3 separate regions of the Sus scrofa genome follow, and regions 2 and 3 are each linked to region 1. Evidence: chromatin contacts called from public HiChIP or PLAC-seq data. All regions are on one chromosome and are shown on one strand. The core of a region is the stretch at or near the end of the contact, and the rest is flanking DNA. Distances in the headings are between cores, read along the strand shown.

The links. HiChIP or PLAC-seq counts read pairs in DNA pulled down with a chosen protein or histone mark.
Region 2: an H3K27ac HiChIP or PLAC-seq map of skeletal muscle shows a contact between it and region 1. The contact joins the enhancer-like site here to the promoter of MN1 in region 1. A contact is called at or near these places in 9 of 47 Hi-C or Micro-C datasets (adipocytes, embryonic fibroblasts, heart right ventricle and 5 more) and 1 of 2 datasets of contacts at active chromatin or transcription factors (skeletal muscle).
Region 3: an H3K27ac HiChIP or PLAC-seq map of skeletal muscle shows a contact between it and region 1. The contact joins the enhancer-like site here to the promoter of MN1 in region 1. A contact is called at or near these places in 14 of 47 Hi-C or Micro-C datasets (alveolar macrophages, embryonic fibroblasts, epiblast stem cells and 8 more) and 2 of 2 datasets of contacts at active chromatin or transcription factors (alveolar macrophages and skeletal muscle).

The regions. Positions count from the first base shown.
Region 1 is chr14:45,140,213-45,144,307 of Sscrofa11.1, forward strand. MN1 (transcriptional activator MN1) reads right to left here and starts at 2,264. Exons shown (of 4, transcript XM_021072488.1): 1 at 1-2,264. The coding sequence starts at 358.
Region 2 is chr14:44,705,216-44,709,310 of Sscrofa11.1, forward strand. No RefSeq gene overlaps it. Among named protein-coding and RNA genes, the nearest start is that of MN1, 440 kb to the right of the region's middle. Within about 2 kb of position 1,991, at least 18 of the 83 cell types and tissues checked have an H3K27ac peak or open chromatin away from gene starts, as enhancers often do. A contact at or near this core is called in mesenteric adipose tissue, omental adipose tissue, retroperitoneal adipose tissue and 1 more, where this site is marked.
Region 3 is chr14:44,857,429-44,861,523 of Sscrofa11.1, forward strand. No RefSeq gene overlaps it. Among named protein-coding and RNA genes, the nearest start is that of MN1, 280 kb to the right of the region's middle. Within about 2 kb of position 1,828, at least 28 of the 83 cell types and tissues checked have an H3K27ac peak or open chromatin away from gene starts, as enhancers often do. A contact at or near this core is called in embryonic fibroblasts, mesenteric adipose tissue, omental adipose tissue and 2 more, where this site is marked.

The DNA of each region.
Region 1 (4,095 bases), core at 1,014-3,513:
CACCAAAGTTGCCCCCGAAGTGGGGGTGATGCTGGTGGGGGTGGTGGCCTCCTGGGTGGCCGTGGTGCGGTTGTTGGCCTCCAAAGAATCCGTGCACCGGCTGAGCCTGCAGCCCCCCCGCGTGCAACTCCGAGTGGCCACGCGCGTGGAAGCCATAAGGCTCCATGTTCATGCCCAAGATCGGGGGTTCTCCCAGCCCACTCATGGCAGTGTCCACGGGGCCAGGGGGTCCCCCCGCGTGGAAAGCCGGAGCCTTAAAGTGGGCGTTCATGCTTAGTCCGGCCTCGTTAAAGTTCCTCTCGCCCTGGCCAGCGTTCCTGCTGTTGATCTGGGGCTCGAATTGGTCCAGCCCAAACATACTTGGCGGGGGGCAGGGGGATCAATAGGGCATGACAGCCTGCTCTCCGCGGCGCGCCTCCGGCCAGCTACTCGTTCCGGCCCGAGGTAGGGCGCCCCGGGACGCTCAGCACCGCGGGGGCGCAGCGCGCACCGCCACCTCGCCTGGCTTGCAAAGGCTGGGGGCTATCGGCTCCTCTCCCGAAGCTCTCGCTCTGCCCGACGCGGGGCCTCTCACATCTTGCGGCGCCGCGGGGCCTCCAGGAGCCGTGTTGGGGGGCCCATGCCCCGGGTGGGTGGCAGGGCCGCGGGTGGGTTTGAGGGAAGAGGACGGAGCTGCGGGCTCGTAGAGACAAAAAGTTAAGTGGGGGGTAGGAGGCGGGAAGGGGGAGGGAGAGCAGAGCGATCACCTTTTTAAGTCCGATCGGGTTGGGTGGGGAGCCCCCGACTCTTCCCGAAGTCTCCCGGAGCCCGTGGAGGAGCTGCTAAGGGGCCGGACAGGAAGACCCTTCAAAGCCGCGGCTGGCGCGGGGGCACGGACAGTGCGGTCCCTCCCCCCCTCCCCCTGGAGTCCCGGCGCTCCGCAGCCCAAGCCTCAGCCAAGCAAGATCCGCTTGCACAGTCCCCGTCGGCCCGGAGCAGGCGGCTTCTGCTTCTTCACCGGGTCAGAGGACTGGAGACTCCGCTCGGCATCACCGGGTGCTGGTGCCCGAGCGGAGCGCTCAGCGGGGCTGAGGAGGCGGCGGGCACCAGAGGTTGAAACCGATGGCTGGGGGAAGGCGCGGCTCCCCTGTTCCGCCGCTGATGCGCTGGACCCGGTGCGCCGCTTCACGGCCACGTCCTCCGCCTGCCGATTCTGTCCTTTGCCGTTGGGTCTCTGAGTTCGCGGGGATCTCCGCCAACCGTTCCAGGCGCGGGTGGGTAGCGAGACGATGGTCGCTCCAAGCCTCGGGTTCCCTGCCTCCGCTCCGAGGTGCTTCGCAAGTCGCCCTCGGACCCGGGGAGGGGGGCGTACGCGGGTTTGGGGGGCCACGCTGGGCGAGCAGGCTAAGGCGATCCGGCTGCGCTCTCAGAACCCGGAATGGGAGGGGGCGGGGGCAGCTCTGGGGGGTCCTCGCACCCCTCTTCTGGCTGGCGGGGGGGCTCTGCGTGGGGCGTTCCGAGGGTCTCGGCTCCCCTTTCTGTGTCTGCCTCTCGCCCAGAGCCCGGAGAAGCAGCAACAAGTTTTGCATTTCAGCAATCAATTTCAGCCATTACATTTGCACCAATCAGCGCAGCCCAAGCTTCGGGCCCGGGGCGGGGCTCGCTCTTAAGGTGGTCCTGGGTGCTGACTGCCGAGGCCCCCGCCATGAACTCGCACTTCGCCTGCTCCGGGGTCCCCCGCACCGGTTAGCCTCCGGGTCTGGCGCCAGTGCGCTGCGGGCGCTCCCTGGCCTCCCCGAGCATCGGGATGGAGAGGGCGCAGGCGGAGAATGGCGGGAGCTGGGCTTTGTTCACCCCCCTTCCCACTCACCACAGTTCCCAACTCCCCACCCCCAACTGAAGCGAGACCTGCGGGGTGGGCAGGGGGCGGGGAGGTGGGCGGTAAGCGGTGCGGGGCGTTCAGACAATGGGGTCGCCAGGCAAAGCTCCTGGACTCGCCGTGGAAAGTCGCAGCTAAGTGTCGACTGCTCTTCAGCCCTGGAGCGAACCCTCGGCTCTCCACTGCTGTCTGCTTACTTGTGGCGCCCAAGTTAGCCGGCCCTTGGATTATCCTGGAGGTGAAAAGCAAATGGGGAACCCCTAAATTAGGGTTCTCCTCCAGAGATCGGGCGCTAGCTAGCTCCTCCCTTACTAGGGAGGGAGCAATTGTTCCCTATCTCCACTGTCTAGGGTTCCTGGTTCTCAGTGGCTGGCTTCCGCCGAGAACAGTAACCGTTCGGCCACTTTATGCGGGGCGGGGGGAGGGGTGCCTGTCGCGTGAGCCCAGCGCCGGAGCAGCGAGGCGGCCAGGAGCCTGGAGAAGACTAGCGCGCAGAGGGCGGCACTGACTGGCCGGAGCGCCCTAGTCCAGGCACCAGGGCCAAGGCCCAGGCCCTCTTCGGGCGCGAGGTTGGCCTCCTTAAGAGATCAATTAAACTGAAGAGGCCAAGGAACGGAATTGGGTTGTGATACCAAAATCAATAGGAGTAATTTAATATCTGCCCTGCTCTTTATGAAATATTTATCCCAATAATCTTAGTTAAAATGTTTAGATCTTCCTGATCCCCACTGAGGCTGCAATCTATCTTGCAATTAGAAGTTGGGAGTTAGAGATGATGGAGGGTAGAGGAAGTGTTTATTCTGTGTGCCTGCCTGTGTGTATTTTCCTCCCTAAAGCGTTTGTAGGGGAGGAAGGGGGAGAAAGGCCTTTAATTTTCCTTGCCATAAAATAGCACGAGGCGATTTTGCTAGCAGACCAGCTTTCTTAGGAGAAGGGGAGAAAAAAGGAACTTTCTTTGAAGTGCCCCTGATATCGCTATTAAATCTAAATAAAATTAAGCATGGTGTATAAAAATGCCTTTTCCCCCCACAAAAGAAAGTGTTTATCGCCCAAGTCTGTCTAGCGTTTGCTAAATTGTGCATGAAATCTGAAATGAAATAAACGTTATAATAAAACCAACCCCTGAGCCCTTTTTATTTAAAAACCTCAGATTAAGCACTCCACCATTCCTGGGCGGGGAGTTAAAAAGTTACCGCGGTTTAAGCGCGGATTCATCGCTCCCCAGAGTTACTGCTGGGAAGTCAGAAGCTGGGTGTTCCAGAACTCAAAATGCCGGGAAAATGGGCTCAATTTAGGGCAAGGGGAGGCGGGAAGCAGATTCCGAAGGGACTCCTGAAGAAAATAACCCCTACCCACTCCCCACCCACCACCCCTTTAAGAATAAAAATAAAAACTTGCAACTTGAAAACTCAGAGAATGGAAGCAAGTTCAGATCCAAAGGCCCTTCATGGGACCTCCCTGTTGAGGATGTCTACAGATATTTTTTTCTTTTTGAAATTAAAAATGAAAATTACCCCCACCAAAAATGGGGTCCATAAATAAGCATCTGGGAAGAACTATTTGTACAGGGCAGTGGAGTTTTAAAAGGATTTTTCTGCAGGATCAGGTTGTTGGTCTGTGATTAAATATTGATTTTGTGTAATTAGTTTTCATGTGAACTATCCTCTTGCTGATAGCTTAGAGGTTTCAGAACTAGAAAAGAAATGGAATTGGACATGGAAATTATTACTTAGCAAAGTGACAGGAAAGTGAGAGCTGGAGAAAAGACTGAAGCTTGGCTGATTTGGGCACAAAGAAATAAAGGGACTGGGTAGGCCTCTGGTGACACCCCTACCCCAGGGCAGGCCCCCAGGCCAGAGCAGGAGAGACCCAGAGCCCCTGGGTAGGAAGGGGATGGTAGAAGGAATGGTTGCCAGAAGGCAGACTCTGCAGGGGTAAAGCCATACGCAAAACTCATGACACCTGGTCTCATACCCGGCTGAGAGCTGTGGGTTCTGGGTTCTGCATGCCTCAGGGGGCACCTGAGTGAGGACCCTTATGTCTCTGTGTGTCTGGAGAGAATAGGGAAGGTTGGGGCCTGTCTGGAGCCCTGGGTGGGCCAGGGCAGTGGGAAGAATGGCCCGCAGACCGGCAGTCTGGGGAGACCTGGGTTGGAGGTGTGCTCTAGGCTGAGGCATGACTTCACAGGGTCTGGGTGGGGGTCCCCTGAACACCTGGGCAGGTTTCCTGTGGAATAA
Region 2 (4,095 bases), core at 741-3,240, 440 kb before region 1:
CATCTGCTGAGGAGTCCATCTGTACTGGTCCCTCCCTTCCCCATCTCCCCGCCCACCGCACTGTGAGGGCTTCCTGAGTTTACCCCCCAAAGGAGCCACCTGTACCAGAGCCCTTATCCCAAGCTCTGCCCTGAAGGAGCCTGAGCTAAGACAGATACATGAGTGATCTTAACTGCTCACACTTATTTTGCAGTTTCCACGTGCCGGGAGGCACCATGTGTGCTGATTGCCATGGGTTGAGTCATTTAATGATTACAGCCATCCTAGAGGAAGGTATTTTTATCATCGCCATTTTACAGATAGGAGACACAGAGAGGCCAAGTAACGTGCCCATTGTCACTTAGCCAGGAAATGTTAGGGCTTCCCTGTTAGAGGCAGGAGTGGGTGCCTGGACTCCACCTGCTGACCCCTCCCTCTCTCTTTTTGAGTTACCCCAGGTCCCTCTAGCAGGTCCATCTGCAGTGGGAAGGATGATCCCTTTGCGCACAAGACTGAGGGGAGGTTTAAAGGAGACATAGCTAGCGACATACCTGGCATGCCATGTGCCACAGCCCGGGTGCCTGGTGTTCTACGGGGGGACATATGTCTCAGTTACCCTTATCCTATCTCCATTGGAGGCTGGTGAGGGTCAGGATGGAGCCGCACTGCCTGGGTGTGAAGCTTTATTCAGCCAATGATGAGCTATATGACCTTGAGGAGTCTGAGGGCTTGGCATCCCTGTTTGCGAAATGGAGATAATCGTCATAGGAGACTAATTGTGTCTACTCACAGAGTGGGTGAGGGCGTTCAGGGAAGTAACCTTTGCAAGGCATTCAGACCAGCACTCCAAACTAGTAATAATCTGGGTCACAGCTGGTATAACATTTAATCTTGCCGACTCTTGGAATCCATGGCAGTAAAATGGGGACATCAATGTCACTTACCACGCTGAGTGTCATGATAAAAAAGAAGTAATGCAAAGGACATGCCTGAAACATGGTAGCTACTCAGTAAATGATGCATTTTAATATTGATATTTTTTTTTTTTGTCTTTTTGCCATTTCTTGGGCCGCTCCTGAGGCATATGGAGATTCCCAGGCTAGGGGTCGAATCGTAGCTATAGCCACCGGCCTATGCCAGAGCCATAGCAAAGCGGGATCCAAGCCGTATCTGCAACCTACACTACAGCTCACAGCAATGCCAGATCCTTAACCCCCTGAGCAAGGCCAGGGATCGAACCCGCAACCTCATGGTTCCTAGTCGGATTCGTTAACCACTGCACCACGACGGGAACCCCTGATATTGATTCTTGATTCACTAATATTAACTAATATGGACTAATGGTAACTAGTTAATATTAATTAGCATTAGTATTTAATGTTTAATATTCCTGATCTGACTGTAATAGAAATGGCTACCGGGTTCTGATCACTTTCCATGGAGCTGGACACACCATAAAGTTCACCTACACATCATCTGACTTTATTGTTATGGCAGCTGGGGGTGCCAGATAAAATACAGATTGCCCCAATAAGTTTGAATTTCAGAGAAACAAAGAATTTTTTTTGAATAAGTGTATCCCAAACATTGCATGGTATATACTTATGCTAAAAACATGATTCATCATTTCTCTGAAATTCAAATTTGTGTTTTTATTTGCTGTATCTAGCAACCATAACAACAAGCCGGAAACAGAGCCACAGAGAACTGAAGTGACTTGTCCAAGGCTGGAAGAGGCAGACCCTAGCCTCCTGTCCAGGGCCCCTGGGCTCATCGCTTCCCTAGGTGTAGCCAGCAGGGGGTGAGTTTTCTCCGAAATTGCTCTTTAGATCAATGTAACCATCCTCCCTATGTCATGATGAGGGGGCAGTCTGCTGGCGTTCTGAGGGGCCTGCTCCCAGTTTCTCACTTGCCCTGAAGACCCTGGGGACTCCTCAGCACCCCTGCTGTCTGTGGACCTTGGCCGCCAGGCAGGCTACGCACTTTCTCCATGGTGCACACCCTGGGCTGAGCCCCTCGGGGTCCCCGCTGCGGAGGGAACAGGACCAAATTCAAGGCTGGCTGGTGTCAGGCAACCCTGCAGGAAACAAACAGACGCAAGTGGAAACGGGGAGAAAAAAATCCACCAATTACTTAATGCTTTCCTGGTGTCCAAATATTTCGCCTTGAGTGAACTAAGCTCGGAGACTTGGCTGGGAGAGCGAGATGCAGCAGGGGCCGGAGACGTTTTCTACGCAAATCCGGAGGGATGGAATTGCGCTTTCAGATCCAGCGAGGTGGATCCGGCGTCCCTCATCTGAAAACATTTGAGGTCAGAGCCAAGGTCAAGGAGAGGAAGGGGGCCCACCTGGAGATGCAGGGCTCCCCCTGGGCTGCCCTCCCCAGCCCCAGCCTCAGCCTCCACTTCCTGCTGCTAGCACTTCAGCCTGTTTCCTTCCTGTTCCCCTGCCCCCCTGGGTCCAGCTCCCTGGCCTATGTCTAGAATGTGCACCCCCACCCCAGCTGCACTGGCTTCCCTCCTCTGTGAAGGTACCCCCTACCTGCAGCATCCCCAGAGACCCAGACACTCAGAACAGGGTATCTGGATGTAATTCCCCCTTTACAAATACAGAAACTGAAGTCTAGAGAGGAGAAGGGGACTTCTCTGAGGTCCTGGAGGGACCTTCAAGCTGGATCTCTGGACTCCAGCCAGGTCCCTCTTTGCTAGATGTGGTCTGTTTGACAGTGAAAAGGCACAGAAGGTGAGCCCCCACTTCTCACTTGCTAGGGAAACCTCAGGGAAGTTGCTTAACTTCTCCGAGGCTCATTTCGATGGTGGTGATATAAAAAGTACAATGGCTGGAAAGAAACGAGGCCCATATTTTTGTGCCAAAATTTCTGTCTTTCTCTCCCTCCCTTTCCTCTCTTCCTCCTTTTCTTCTTCCTTCTCTCCTCCCTCCTTCTTCCTTCCTTTCTAACTTCTTTCTCTTTCTTTCTTTCTTTCTTTCTTTCTTTCTTTCTTTCTTTCTTTCTTTCTTTCTTTCTTCCTTCCTTCCTTCCTTCCTTCCTCCTTCCTTCCTTCCTTCCTTCCCTTCCTCCCTCCCTCCCTCCCTCCCTCCCTCCCTCTCTCTCTCTCTCTCTCTCTTTCTTTCCTTCCTTCCTTCCTTCCTTCCTTCCTTCCTTCCTTCCCTCCTTCCTTCCTTCCTTCCCTTCCTCCCTCCCTCCCTCCCTCCCTCCCTCTCTCTCTCTCTTTCTTTCTTTCTTTCTTTCTTTCCTTCCTTCCTTCCTTCCCTCCTTCCTTCCTTCCTTCCCTTCCTCCCTCCCTCCTCCCTCCCTCCCTCCCTCTCTCTCTCTCTCTCTCTCTCTTTCTTTCTTTCTTTCTTTCTTTCTCTCTCTCCTTCCTTTCTCTCTCTCCTTCCTTCCTTCCTTCCTTCCTTCCTTCCTTCCTTCCTCTCTCTCTTTCTTTCTCCCACTTCCCTCATTCATTCTATAAACACCTCTGGACATATCTCTGTACCATGGTTACCCTAGAACCTAAGGACTTGGAGTGAATAGGGTCCACATCAAGGTTCCAGCCCCCCCCCGCCCCCGCAGTCCAGAGGGAGCAGTGGAACAGCAGAGGGACACAGATTACCTCAGAACACACCCCCTGTGAGGGCTCTTTGTGGGAGTCCACTGGGCTGTGGGACTACAACGCAGGCGTTCCGCCTGTCCCCTAGCCCCTGGATGGGTCAAATGAGCCTTTCCCAGAATGTGATCTTGGCTTAAGGCCTGAAAGATAACTAGGGCTTATCTGGGTAAAAAGTGGAAGGAAGGGAATTTTAGGAGTAAGGAACAGTGCAGAGGACAGTGAACTCATTCTGGGATGTGTGCAGAGTCTGGGATGATTTCGGAACGAGAAGCAGGCGAGGAAGGGATAGAACAGGACAGTGGGGCTGCCAAACCTCTTGGGCTCTGTCCAAAGGGCCCGGGGCCCCAGGTTTCCCACCAGCTTCTCCAGGTAGCTTCACTGAGTCTCTGCTCTTTGCAATCTGTTTGGACCAGATCAGAGTCACCAGCCTGAAGTTCTCGGTCTGAGGCTCCCGGGCTAGACCAGCTCTAAGAGCCCTTTCTGCTTCCAGGCTAAGGCTCTGGTAG
Region 3 (4,095 bases), core at 578-3,077, 280 kb before region 1:
AGGTCGTGGGGAGCCAGTGAATGCTTGAGAGCTGGGGAGAACCTGCTGCACAGTCCAGCTTGGCAAACTGTAAAGTGTTTGGCAAACAGTAAATTTCAGTTTGCTCTAGAGACCTTAGTCCAGATGCCTCTGACCCCACAGAGGAGTCAGAGCCTCAGTGGGTGCCATCCTTGCACCCTGCATTTGCCTCTCCAATGCTGCAAGGCTGACTGATTTTATGCCCAAGCCTGTCAACCTCCCAAGTTAGCTGGACACCTTCACAAGCATCATTGTTGCCCCTGGGTCGGCGAGGGTGCTGGGGCACCAAGATGGTCAAGGCCTCCTCCAAGCACTCCCTGTCTAGAGCTTTGCCGGTGTGAACTGAACTTCTGTGCCCAGTGGCTCTGATTGGGTGCCTACTGTACCCATTTCACAGATCAGAGATGAGTGAATCCCAGGTTCACGGAGTCAATGAAAGCATCTAGCCGAGATCCATGAAGCTGGGCATTTTCAAAAGAAGAGGCTAATGAAAAAAGAATGAAATAATGCCATTTGCAGCAACATGGATGGACCTAGATATTATCCTAAGTGAAGTCAGAAAGAGAAGGACAAATACCTATGATATTACTTATATGTAGAATCTTAAAAAAGGATACAAATGGACTTATTTACAAAACAGAACCAGACTCACACACACAGCAAACAAACTTATGGTAACCAAAGGGGGATGGTGGGGATAAATTAGCAGTAGGGGATTAACAGATACACACTACTCTATATATAACAGATAAACAAGGATTTACTGTATAGCACAGGGAACTACATTCAATATCTTTTAATAACCTATAATGGAAATGAATCTGAAAAAGGCTATTATATATAACTGAATATATATAATATATATATTACATATATAACTAAATCACTCCTATAACCTGAAATTAACACAGTCTTAAAAATCAACTATACTTCAATTAAAATTAAAAAAGCAGCTAAACATTACTTGTGTGTGTATATATATATATATATATATATATATATATATATATATAGTCTTTTTGCCTTTTCTAGGGCGGCTCCCACAGCATATGGAGTTTCCCAGGCTACGGGTGGAATCGGAGCTATAGCTGCTGGCCTACACCAGAGCCACAGCAACATGGGATCCGAGCCGAGTCCGCAACCTACACCACAGCTCACGGCAACACCAGATCCTTAACCCACTGAGCAAGGCCAGGGATCAAACCCGCAACTTCATGGTTCCTAGTCGGATTCGCTAACCACTGAGCCACAATGGGAACTCCCAACATTACTTGTATTTTTACAACCTCCTTCACACCCCAACCCCCAGCAGCCTGTGCAGGACACTCCCCATGTAGGTAGATGCATATTGATAATAGTAATAATAACAGGAGCTAACAACCTGGGCATATGCTCTATGCTCTTTGCATATATTCCCTCATTTAATCCTTGCAAAGCAGCTAGCACAGTGCCTGGCACACAGTAGGAGCTCAATAAAGCCTTATGGAACAAATGAATGAATGAATTCAACAACAACATGAAAGCAAATCTCATGACTTTGGCCCAGTACTGGGGGTCAGACAGACCTGATGGCCAATTCCTGCTCTGCCATTGATCAACTGTATGACCTTGGCCAAATTACATCCTATCCTGTAGCCTTCAGTTTTCCCATCTGTAAAGTGGGCATGATGCTACCTGCTCATCAGATTAAAAATTAAATGGAGCTCATCATAAGAAAAGTCCTCAGCTCCATGCCTGGGTCAGCCCAGAGCACAGACAAAAGTGTTTTATCATTGCTATTGTCGGGGATGAGGTCGCTCTTTCCATCTGTCCTCTCAGCTTGCAGTCACGGGTCAGGAAGTTGGAGCCCAGAGGTCACACATGCGTGGTCTGAAGGCCTCATCCAGCTCCCAGATGTGTTTTGTTTGGCTAACATGGTCCTCTGTCAATTTTTTTTTCCTAATTGAATTAGTTCCCAACGTTTTGAGACTTAGGGATTTTTACATAAAATACAGATTTGGGGGGTCTCTCTTGGAACTTCAGACGTTTGGGCCACATCCGAATCAATTCGCCCAAAGCCAAGGTCAGCCGAAGCTGAGAAGCATCCACCCCTGTGGCTGAGGCATGAATTCCCTGTCTGCCCCAGTCCCCACCCCTCCGTATTGCCTCACTCTTGGCCAGCTTCGCTCATTTAGGAAACGGGCCCGCCCCTGGAGGATCCTGCATTTGGAAGCTTTACTCTAGATCATCTCTTCTGTGAGACGTCTGAGGAAGGTCCAAGTCGCAGTTAAGCAAGTTCAACAACAAGACGGAAAATGTATACCTCGGAGTGGGTTTTCACCCAGCGTCGCAGCTGGGGCCCAGAATGGAGTTCGCACCCCCACCCCCCGGAAACATCATCACCCTCTGAATGGTGAAAGCTACCCTCCCACCCATGCCCACTCGGGGAGCCCACAGAGAGCCTCTTGAACCGCCCCGGCCCCTCCCGGAAAGAGGAGGGTGAGCAGAGAAAATAGCTCCCATCTGACCAGGCCGGGCCATGGCTCTTGACTCTAATTGGGGACGCGGTAATTAGATGATGGCAGAGTGTACCCAGGGCTCAGCTTTCAGCCTGAGGTCCCGCCGACAAACCAGCCCATTTGGAAAGTTCGCCTGACATTCCTGAGCTGGGCCGCCTTGCCAAAGAAAACTCCAGCGAGGCTTGTCTTGGCACTGACTCAACCCCCAGCCTCAGCAGGAAAACCAAAAACATTTACACAGCTGGGGCTGCGACGCCCGCTTCCCTCAAGAGCTTGTCAGGGCTCGGACAGCTCGGCCGACTCGGGGGGCACCTCTGAAGGGGCCTGTGTTCCCCAGCACAGCCAGGCGTGGCCGGCCAGACAGAAAACACTGCCGCTGTCCCCAGGAGGCAGGAGAGAAGGCGCTAGGGAATCCGGACTGGGCACGGGCCTGGGGGCTGGGGTGAGGTCCGGCCACTGACGCTGTCCCCTCCTGCAGCCACATCTGCACAGGTCACCCTGGCCAGACTGCCACCCCACCTGTGCACGCTGGCCAATAAAACAAGCCCACAAAACGGCTAATGGAACATGGGGCTCCCGGGGCCCCCATGCTGACAGCTCTGAGAAACGGCCTCTTCGCCACTCTCTCTTTGCACTTGGCTCCCCTGTCTCTTTTCTTGGCCACCTTTCCATGGGGTTCTCTGATGCTGTCCGTGGCTCCCCGCTGCCAGGCACCCTCGATGAGGCCCATCTGGTCTCCCAGTTCTGATGACCCAGGACTATGGTGACAAGGTCCTGGAGGATGTGGTTAAAAGCCAGAAGTCAAAAGCATCAGTGAGCAAGATGGGGGCCACCAGCTGATCAGCTAGATCTCCAGGGAATCCTTCTGCTTCTCTCTCTCCCAGTTGTCCCCCAGCTCCCCCAGTCTAGGCCACCATTGTCTCATCTGTCTGTCTGCGGCAGCCTCCCCTCTGGCCTCCCAGCCTCCACTTCTGCCCTTAGAGCCAAAGCCAACACAAGCTCTTTCTATGCTCTCAATTGTGAAATACAACTAACATACAGCAAAGCACAGAAAAGGTAGTTTTGCACAATTGAATGATGTATTATCAAGCAAACACCTATTTACATTGGTGTTTTCTTACAACCAGACAAGGAAAAAATATCAAAAGTGCCTGCTTGCCCCTCCTCCACGCCTCTCCTTCCCCTCCCCCCATGAGACTTCATTACCCTCCCAACTCTAATGATCATCATTTCCCTGCGTTTCCTTTAGACCTGAAAACAACATAGTTTTGTATTATCTATTTCTGGATTTTTATAAGTGGAATAATAGTAGTAATCCCATCAGTATTATTTTGTGTCTGGTTTCTTCCCTTCAACATTGTATAGTAAGATTCACCTATGCAGTTGTGAGGAATTATAGGTCATTCATTTTCACTGCTGTATAGTGTTCAATTGTGTGACCATAGCAGAGTTTCTTTATTTTACTTTTGATGGATTTTGGGTTATTTCTAGTTTGGAGTTATTTTAAGTCTACAAATAATTTTATCTTCCAGTGCTGAAGAACATGTCACTTAGAGGTTTCACAGTCAGTGATCAAACA